Linked DNA regions of Zea mays: region 1 is linked to region 2. Evidence: chromatin contacts called from public Hi-C data. All regions are on one chromosome and are shown on one strand. Each heading gives the region's core, a stretch centred on a gene start, on an enhancer-like site or on the middle of the called end of the contact. The rest is flanking DNA. Distances are from core to core; before and after follow the strand shown.

Region 1 (5,519 bases), core at 333-2,832, 97 kb after region 2:
ACATGACTTGTGGGTAAAGGGTAAAACCTCTGCAGAGTGTAAAACTGGTATACTAGCCGTGCTCGCGGTCATGAGCAGCTCAGGACTCTCGCATGATTAATTTATGGAATTGAATTCAATTTATCATTTGCATCGCATTGTGGTTTATTATTAATTTTGATCAATTATTACTCTGGTTTTGTATCTACTTATACTTAGTAACAGCTAATAAAATTTTGACCAACTTTAAAAACAATGCTTAGCTTTAACCATCCTCTTTGGTAAGCCTTACACTTCACATGAGCTCCCACTTTTGGCGAGTTCATGCACATTATTCCCCACAACTTGTTGAACGATAAACGTATGTGAGCTCACCCTTGCTGTCTCACACACCCACAGGTCAAGAACAGGTACCGCAGGATGAGGCACATGGAGGATGCTGTGATGAGTTCGTGAGAGATCTAGACCATCGTCTCCCAGTCAACTGTGGTTGCTGGATCATTGTCTTCATATGATGTAATTATTTAACTATTTTGTATATAACTCCTATTATATAGTAAATATGTGACATTCGTTTCTGTACCATGAGTCGTCATATGTGTGAGACCTGGTACTAGCACACTTGGTGATTACGTTCGCGCCCGAGTTTCGGGTACTTAAAACCCGGGTGTGACAGCGACGCAACCTCGAAGACAGGCCTAGAGCCTTCAGAGTGCCACGCGAAGGTACCGAAGCTTCGCTGCCCGAGATTAGCAACCGGTCCCGAGAATTCCTCACCGGAGTTGAACTGGAGCAACGATGCTGCCCCTTCCGTAGACCACACGCCCTCACATCTGCATCTTCGGTAAGGATACCCTCACACAATTGCCTTGTCCTAAGCTTCATGTAGCGCTCGTTCTTAGTTGGAATCGTGCATCGTGGCGCTGGTTCGCTCTACGCCGGCCGTGCCTCCGCGGCTGGCAAGCACCGCTATGCTCCGCCGTAGAGGTTGATGGCGCGTCCCTGACCATTGAACGACCAGCCTCGGGATTAGACGAATGTATACCATTTCGGTGCATAAGGTCTACGCCGTTGATCGGCTAACTAATGGATTAGATCGGATCGGATCACGCGTGGGTGTCTCCTGGGCCGTCGATCTTCAATCCAATGGTCCCTGGTCACGTAACGGGTTAACGGTTTTGGGGTTTTAATCTGGTGCGTTGTGCGCAGATTGGATGGCTGTCATGCGTCGATACCCATTGGCCAACGATTTTCTTTTGCATTTTGCAAAAGAGACCTTATGTTTTGATAAAATAAACATAGAATGATGCCGTTCTATCCTCGAAATCTAGAACGAATTATGGAACCAAACACTACCTTAGACAAAAACGACCGACCGTAATTTATACTAAATCAAAATAATAATCAAGAGAAGAATAATGATTACTAAACTTTATTGGAAAAATGAAACCAAATTTGAAATAGTATAATCTAAAAATATTTAACAATATAAGAATTTGAAATTATTGGAGACTAGCAACTTGCTAAATACTAGTTGACGGAGCATTTTCTAGGAATCAATGGAGTAGAAAAGAAAGATAAATATCTCGGCCGAATTGGTCCCCAGCAAAACGCGCCTCGTCCCTCAGGCCTCAGTGTCCGCGCATTTTACAACACGGCCACACCAACGCCACGACATGGACGCCGCCGCCGCCGCCTCACTGTTGCCCCGCGCCGCCGCCTCCTCACTGTTGCCCCGACGCGTTCTCTCTCCTCTCCATGTTTCCCGAAGCGGCCTCCTTCCCCGTCAAAGCTCCTTCCTCGCTGCTCGCTGTGCCCACTCCCGTGCCCCTCCTCCACATCCGCCTCTGCCGCGCGCCGACTGCGATGATGCTGCCGCCAAGGCGCACCCGCGCCTCCGTCTCCGCCTGCTTGCGGAGGAGTTCCGCGCACTCCCATCTGACGCAGATCGCGCGCGCCGGCTCCTCTCACTCGCGGCCGCGCTGCCGCGGCTCCCGGAGCCCGACCGCGCCCAGGGCAACCGCGTCATGGGCTGCGTCGCGCGGGTGTGGCTCGTCGCTCGCTGCAACGCGTCAACGGGCTGGCGGATGTGGTTCTCGGCGGACTCCGACTCTGACCTCTCGCGTGGGTACTGCGCCTGCCTCGTCGCCGCGCTGGACGGGGCCAAACCTGAGGACGTCCTCGCCGTCGACCCCGCCGATCCCGACCTCGCGCCGCTCGGGGCGGGGACAACGGCGGCCTGGTCGCGGGCCAGCACGTGGCATAATGTGCTTGTCGGCATGCAGAAGCGGGCGCGCACGGCCATCGCGGCGCGCGAGGGTAGGCACCCCGGGAAGCCGTTTCCGTCGCTCGTCATCGCGCGCGACGGCGCCGTCAGCGCGCAGGGCAGCTATGCCGAGGCCCAGGTGAGCTCCTTCAGCTCCTGATCCTCATGCTTGCTCCGTTGATTTAGTTGGCTACATGAATGTTCGTGGCACTGTTGGTCTCGAACGGCTTGCTACAATGTTCCTGGCACTATTCTCGCCTCAACAAGTGGCCAATTACTACTATCTTTCTAGTTTCTACAAAGAAGTTTTGCTTTGCTTAGGTAGATTCGACGTGAAGAATCTGCCAAGGATGGGGCTCCATTTCCCTTTTTTCCACTAAAGTCAGCAACGCCGAAATAAAAGATATCTTTTCTATTGGCTCATGCATTTTTCCTTTTTTTGGTCGGCAGACTCTGGTCAGCCTGCGTATAGGGAATGAACCAGCTAGTGTCAACATCAGCCTTATTTTCCCACTTTGATTGGCCATATTAGCATCTTGCTTACTTGGGAATAATACTAAAAAGATCGCACTCAGCCTTTTCCACAGAGGTTTTCCTATTTTATTTTTATTTTTTTGCCAGGGAACTTTGGGGAACTTGTGTGGTGTCTCTACAACTGTAAATGTGGAAAATGAAGATTAGTTGCTTCTTAGGAGTCTATGAATTCACCACGATGGAATGATTACTCTAGCATTGTAAAAGAATAATAATCATATAGTCGCAAAATAATCACATGAAAGCTGTAACAATCATTATATCATCGATCCCCATCAACTTTCCAAAACACCACTAACCTATCTAGTTCAATTGACCTGTTACTGTAGCTGTTTTAACACCACAGTACCCTCATCTATTGTAGCTTTCCTCGTCCTTGTGAGTTTGTGACCTTGTCCCAACTCTCAACCCAAGAAAAAAAGACGTGTGATATGAGCCATGTCCCATCTAACCTATGCTCTTCTTTTTGAGCTTTAATTGCAGAAGGGGAGACCCCACTAAGGGCTGGTTTGGTGACCAGAGAAATGTAGGGATCTATGGAGAGGAATTCCCTTGCTATTCAATTCCACCCTCATGGATCTCCTATATTTCCTGGTCACCATGAATAGCAAGGGAATTCCTCCTCCATGGATCCTCTACATTTCTCTGGTCACCAAACCAGCCTAAGAGTTTTATTAAAAATAAAAGGGTAACTTCACCACTGTACAAACAAGGAGAGAGGGTTAAGAACCAGGAAGCTACAACTATGTGAACTGCACAAGCTGTACAAGCAGAAACAAGACCGGTAGTGTTGGAGGCTTTCTTCTCCGCCGAAGGTCTTCTAAGCAAAAACACCTTCGACAAGATAACAAGCAAGCAGCTGTGGCATGAAGTCGTATGCCGAAGCTACAACTAAAAGAGCCTCGGCATGATGACACGCTTGAGACGAAGGGTGGCACCGACTTAAAGAGGAAAAGACTGCATAGTCCCTGATAGTTGCGTCATAATCATGATTAGTTATCAAGGGCATGAATGTAATTTTGTCCGGACCGTGTCCCGTGCCTATAAATAGATGAACAGTACCCGTACTGTTCACGCTGACTTGTATTCATTTGCACGTCACTCTTGGATTCTTACCTTCTGTCAAGCCGAAGGTATAAATGTGATTTAATATCGTAAATATTTGTTCATGATTATTTAATGAGGATAAAGATAATCTAATGATTTGATATGAATATTCTTTATATGTTCTATATGTTCCTGCTTATCATTACATATTGAGATGATGAAGGTATATCCTTCATAACCTTCGTCTTAAGATAATTATATCCTAAGGGAGATAATGCTTCGAAGGACGAAGGTCTTTAACCATTAACATTTGTGTTGTCTTGTTCTTAACTCGTAGCATTTGAGAACAAGTGACCAACAGACAGTAAACTAGGCTTATAAAAAGGGAGAGAAAAATAGGTCTTTTGTCTTTTTCGAGCGGCACAATCGAAAAGTCTGCAACTAGGCTTCCTCCAAGAATTCCAATTGTTAAAGGAAGGACGACCGTGATCAAATATTCCTTTGCTTCATGATGACATCAAGAGGCACACACACCAGGAGAAATCAGCTGTAGTTATTGTTGGCATTGCCCATTATTGTAGCTGCCCTGTAGGATGATATAAGAATGACAGACAAATAAGCTGGGCGATAGTTGGTCATCATAATCCACACAAGAAGTCGACATTCTAGTGTGTCCAAGGATCAGTTGCAGCAGTGTGATGTTGGATGCTTAAGAGCTCTAAAGCTTATTAGATGGCTTTGAAAGAAACAAGGCACTAGGATATTAAATTGCTTGTCTTGTCCTCTATGGTCGATAGGGATGTATATTTATATAGACAGGAACTTGATTACAACATCCAAAACTCTGCATAGTCAATGTCTTAGTAATGCCATCTGCAACTTGGTCCTTTGTAGATATAATTCTGACCTCCAAAACTAATTTAGCTACTCTTTCTCTCACAAAATAGAAACCATCTCAATGAAAACTAGTCTCAACATGTTTCATAAGGCCATGAAACCTTGGATTTGCTTTAAGGTAGGTAACTCCTATGTTATTAGACTAGATCCTTGCAGCAGGAGGACAAAGAACCTTTAAATCCTGTAGAAGTGACTAGACCCACATCAACTCTGATGTGGCATTAGCAATGGCTTTATATTCAACTTCAGTGCTTGACCTAGAGACTATGGTCTGCTTGCGAGCACTCCAAGATACTAGGTTTCTACTAAGATATTGTTAGGGCCTAAGGAGGCCCACGGAGGGGCTGCAGCGACAACAGCCATGAGCCCTCCAAGGGGATTAGATAAGGATAATTAGAGATAAGATTAGAAGATTAGTTGAGATTATTTAGGAGATTAGTTGAGATTATCTAGGAAGGTTATCAGTTAGTAGTTTGTTGAGAGTTTTTAGGAGAGTTTTAAGGAGATAAGGATCTCTAGCTAGATAGGGGCGGCCAGCCGACCTATTTATGTAATCAATGGATGAGAAATAAAGCAGACAAAAATTAGAAGGGAGAAACCCTCCTCTTGCTCGGCCGTGGGCAGAGGCCCCCGACCGATGTTCCCGTCCATCGATACCCCTCTCCAATCCCTCACCGATCTTGCGACCATAACATCTGATATCGGCTAACTTGGGTTTCGATCTGATCCCATGGCTTCTGCTGCCAATTTCGCGGTGTCATCCTGGCAATCGGCGTCCCCATCTCCATGGACGCCG
Region 2 (5,437 bases), core at 2,669-5,168:
CCTTCTAAATTTTCAATTATAATTTCATGTTTCTTGTCTTCCAGATCTTGTTGCATTTTCAAAGCTTTGCTCAACAGCATACTCTGCACGAAAACAACCTTCGTTAGACATGTCTTCATTATTAAAAACAATAAAAGTCAAGGGAAAAGTAGTTCACCTTGAAATTGGAATAAAATAAACTACCAACGATATGTTGTCGTCGGTAGCGGCTAATGTCCGTTTCTAGCTTCGGGAAGCCGATACTCCTTGACAGAGTACCGATAACCTTAGCTCCAGTTTGATCCCGGATACAGTCTAATTTTTCATCATCAATACCTCCGAAGAGGAGTGCTCCTGGTTTATATCCGCAAGATTTGGCATACTCTTTAAGATCTTCTATTTCGGTTTTTGACAATTTTTCTCCAACTAAATTTTGAAACATGAAGGCTTCGTCCTCTGAAGCTTCGTCAGCAATTTCCTTTCCTTTCCCCGAGACTGCGGCCATGGCCTCTTTGGCGGCAGTAGTAGCTTCTTATGTGGCCATGTCTAGCAGTATTTTGTCGATGTGTTCGATTGTGCTTTCCAAGTTCAAATCTTCAATTGAGGTAGCTTCGGCAGCCGCGACCTCCGAAGGTGTGATTTCAATATTTGTTATTCCCTCAGCCGCCGGTATCTTCTGAGCTGAAGCTCTCGGTGGTGTCTTGTCAATGACCTCTGTCACAGCGATGATTCTTTGTCTCTTTGCTTTAGTCGTTTTCTTCGTTTTTTCGGGCTCCTTTTCCTTCTGAAAAAACTTTGTCAGTTGAGGCCCCAATGGACTTAGCTTCGCAGGCAGGGATTCAGTCATTACCTTCAAAATTTCCTCCACGTCAGTGGCAGAGTGTGATGCGGGAGTTTCTTCTTCGTTGGATACTTTTTGCTTCGGAGAAGACGCTTTCCTCTTCTTCGGAATTTTCTTCTTTGATGGTTCTTTCTCATCTTCATTTAAGGCTTCGGTTATCCTTTTCCTTTTCCGGCCTCCGACACCTTTATTCAGATTCTCGTAGTCAGGGTATTCAAAACCCAAGGCGTCCAGCACTCGATTCAGTCTTCGCTTCGGACGGGTGCCGAAGGCCGCAGTCATCAACTGATCTTCTTTTTTGGAGTAATTGCCAAGTATTTCATTGCACATTATTTCAATTGTTTCCAACCACTCTTGGCAAGGTGTTTTAAAGTATTTCTTAAACTTGTAATAGTAAGGTAACCGCACAAGTTCCCCTTCTTTCTTCTCCCCCTCTAGCTTCGGCATTTCCCATTCTTTTAAACTAGGAAAAACTCTGAAAGCCAAAAACTCCTGAACCATGTCTCTTGTACTGATATGTTCTGCAATAATTCTGAATTCATCCAACGCTTGTTGGGTTGGACCTTCTGGTGTCATGTTGCAGCGAGGTCGGGTTTCTCCGAAGATTAGTTCAAGTGGACTTTGCACAAGCTTCTCCTTGTCGTCATCAACCTTGACATAGAACCACTCCGATTTCCAGCCTGCTGCCCATTTGCTTCGGTAGCTGATTACAAGGAACTTTGTGGTTTTCCGATAAGCAAAATTATAGCAACCAAAATTGTCATGCAATTCATCTTTTCTAGCCTTCGTCTGATAGTGCAGCTCGTGAACTCGACAAAAGTTGTCCGCAAACGGCTCCACCGCTTGGCTTCGGAGGGCCCAGATATAAACACTAAGCCTAACGATAGCGTTAGGAGTCAACTGATGAAAGTAGATACCAAACCTCTTCAGTACCTCTGCAATAATCCCATGTAGGGGGAATCTTAATCCAGCCTTTAGAAAACTCTTGAAAATGACTATTTCATCCTTCTCCGGCTTTGGGGTAGTTTCTTCCCCCCCGAAGCGTAGTAGCTTCTTCTGACTTTCACTGAAATAAACCGACTTTACCATCTTGGAGAGATCAGCCTTTGAAACAGTAGACTTTCCGAAGTCCAAGTGGCTGGGTTTACTTGGCATAGCAATACGATAATCATCTTCGGGATCAGTTTCCTCAATGATTTCTTCTTCTGCTTCGGCAGTTGTTTGTTCTGCTTGTTCTGCATCAGCACTGGGGATCTTTTCCGAAGTTACCAGCCCGGATCGTTGCATCGCTACGGAGATGGGAATAGTCTCCGAACCTTCAACTTCGCCTCCCTCACGCTCAACCCTAGCGGTAGAACGCACTCTGGCCATTTAATTCTGAATTTGTGGGAATTAAATAATTTTTCTTTCGAAGTTTTTTCTTCTGACGAAGCAGGCTTCAAGCTGGAGCTTCGTTCGATTCCGAGAGTCAAGCTTCGGCTATGGTTAAAAATTTTGGCAGCAAAACAGTGCAAATAGCAATGAATGCTGTGGTAACTTCACACCTACTCGTCTGTTTATATAGTACTGCAGGTAAGAAGGCGAAGCGCCAGGATTTTTACACCAGGCGGACAGCCGCTTGCACTCGCTGCACGGTGGACCGCAGAGACCAAACAGTAACTCTGCAAGGTGGGACCGCTATGCGCTGGGAAATTGAATCGTTTCTCGACAACGAGCTCAGGGAAGGTGTTTTTTGGACCTTCGGCTTCCTGAAGCTTAGGAGACTTTTTTCACGGATCAAGCTCGTTACGAAAAACGATCTAGCACCGCGAAAGGGGCTACTGTTGGGACTATGCTTCGTCGCCGAAGGTCTTGTAGGAAGAAGCAGTTTTCGGCTGAAGCTGTTCGTATGAGATGGCCGAAGGTTCCTCTTCATGAAGCTTCGGAATTTACAAACCGACATAAAAGTAGAATGACCTTTTAGTCCATAAATGTTTGAGTCACCGTTGTAATCCCTTATGAGGGGCATAATTGTAATTCCTCACAGGCCACGCTCTGTGTCTATAAATAGGTGAACAGTACCCCTGTACTATTCACGCAATCTTGTAATCACTGGCACATTACGCTAGAATTATTGCTTTCTGCTAAAACAAAGCATTTGAGAACAAGTCCTCAACAGGATGTAAAGAATCATTTTTACAGTCCCTCACATATTCCAGCTACTGGTCCATATAAATAAAAGAAAAACAAATAATTAAAGGGTTTTTTGTAAATTTTGATATGTGTTTGTGGGCCTCCGAGTGGTGGATGTGAGGGGCTGTAAAAGATAAGGTTTACATCCGGTATGTACAAAATTTTCTTCCCTGCCCGTCAGCCCTTCACCACACATGCGTAGTCTCGCCTCCCATCGCTGCACTATGGGCCTGACGCGTCAGCGTCGTCCTCTTCATGGCTTCCAAACAACTCTAGCTCTTAACCGTCGTAGAGTTTGTTGCGATCCATGTCATGGTTGTTGGGATCCTGGCAATCCCTCAAACCATGTCGCACCCGAGTATTTAGGCTGGGCGCTTGGGCCCTTGCGCTTATAATTTGTTATCTGGAGCCCTTATCACCGGAGAGAGAGAGAGATCTGGTGAGGAAGCCGTCGCCAACGAACCGCGAGCAGCAGTGCTAAATGGACCTCGGCATGGGGTCGAGGAGGGTCTCCTATGCTCGTGGATCGCGTGCAAGCTAGTATGTGGGCGCAATGTTCCTCGGAGTATTCAGAATTGCTAACCGAAGCAAGGCCGCCGCCATGGTGCCGCTGCTCAACGGAGGCAGGTAGCGACCACTACCACATAAACCCCCGGTATGTAACCTTCATATGCTTTGCTACAGTCACAGCTACGTACATATAATTGATCGAGGTAGGTTTTGGTGAAGCTAAGCGCTGGGGCAAGTGTCTCCGGTGAGCTGTGCCACCACGAGGCTTCTGCTCTGCCGCCTGGCGACGCCGGAGAAAGGTGACGGGCTTGGACCGGTTGATCCCAAAGAGATGGATAGGATTAGAATGCAAGGTAGCAGTTCGGTGATGGAATCAGGAGCGTTGGATCAAAATGTCGTGGCCCTAATTAAATTTGGCATACCCCTTCACGGAGTTTGATTTGGGCCATAGGATCGGTGATGGAGGGCGTAGGTTAGTGCAAGATGTGGCTGCCTCTCGACCGTTGATCTGAGATTTGGCGGTTGAAGTTACGTACCAGTTCATAAAAAGCACTAATCTAATCTAGGCCATCTATCAAAGACTAAACTATTGTGATCGACTGATACCCCTTCGCCGGGAGCATTTTGCATAGGATACTTACAAAATCAACCCACCATCCATTTGTCAATTAAAGTGAATGAAAACAAATCGGGATTTTGCGGTTTAGCCTATAGAAGTTAATTTTAGGCATAAAATCAATACCAAATAAACTAGAAACTTGTATAATCTATATCTTACATATTTTAACTTTGATTTAATCCGTTCAAGTTGCCTTAGCTTCATAAAAAAAATTATCTATGCAATAACAACACTATTTGTATCATATCACATACGTGTATAATTAGATATTTTTAACCTATGTTTAGTTGATTAATCTTACAAAACAAAGTTAATATGTCTATAGTAATAAGCGGACTAAAATATAAACCTCTAATCAAGTTATAAATTATATTACCATGAATTAGTTATCATATGGGTTGGGGTCTTCTTCTCCGCTGAAGGTCCTCAAGACGAAGATATCGTTTGTAAAGTGATGTTGAGGATCTTCTTCCCCGCCGAAGGTCCTCGAGACGAAGACATTGTCTGAAAGCGATAACGATGAATGCCGAAGCTACAGCCGAAGGACGACAGCTTCAGCTTAAGGTGGCGACGAAGGTCAAGCATGATGCCGAGCCGAAGAGGAAAAGACTAGTTAATCTCTGATGATTTATGTTACGATTATGAGTACATGTTAAGGTCATAAATGTATTTTTACTCGGACTGCGTCCTGTGCCAATAAATAGTTGAACAGTACCCCCGTACTGTTCACGCTGGATTGTAATTGCTGTCGCATCAACACCTTCAAACAAACCGAAGGTATTAATGTAATATAAATTTTATTAATGTTCATATGTTTATCATGAAATAAATGTATGGATGGATGAATGAATAGCATATATTGTCTCTATGAACTCTCATTCCTATAAATGATAAAGGTGTGTCCTTCATGACCTTCGTCCAAAGATCATTATATCTAAAAGGAAATAATGCTTCGAAGGACAAAGTTCTTTAATCTTTAACAATTGTGTTGCCTTGTTCTTGATTCACAACATTTGAGAACAAGTGACCAACATTGGCGCCCACCTTCAGTGAACTCACTTCCACGACCACGACAATGGCTTCGCAAGGTGATCAAGCTGTGACACTTTTGGCTACGAAGTTGGTGCTCCCAATCATAGGCAGCTCAAGTTCCAAACCAGCCAATAAGAAGCAGAAGAACGAAGCACAAAGAAGGATACAACATGTCGGAGTGGCCCCTTCATCAATTCCAAATGGTCTCATGTACCAATCACATTTTCTCGGGAAGAGCTTCCGCTCAAGGATTACCCCCATAATGATGCCATGGTCATATCATG

The links. Hi-C and Micro-C count contacts between places; a contact is called where the count stands out from the background.
Region 1: a contact with region 2 is called in a Hi-C map of leaf, with 2.3 times the contacts expected there. The contact joins the promoter of LOC103650090 here to the enhancer-like site in region 2. A contact is called at or near these places in 2 of 25 Hi-C or Micro-C datasets (endosperm and leaf).

Annotation. Positions count from the first base shown.
Region 1 is chr3:53,113,275-53,118,793 of Zm-B73-REFERENCE-NAM-5.0, forward strand. It overlaps LOC103650090 (quinolinate synthase, chloroplastic), which reads left to right and starts at 1,583. Exons shown (of 7, transcript XM_008675751.4): 1 at 1,583-2,384. The coding sequence starts at 1,656.
Region 2 is chr3:53,013,858-53,019,294 of Zm-B73-REFERENCE-NAM-5.0, forward strand. No RefSeq gene overlaps it. Among protein-coding and RNA genes, the nearest start is that of LOC118476660, 36 kb to the left of the region's middle. Within about 2 kb of position 3,919, at least 9 of the 20 cell types and tissues checked have an H3K27ac peak or open chromatin away from gene starts, as enhancers often do. A contact at or near this core is called in leaf, where this site is marked.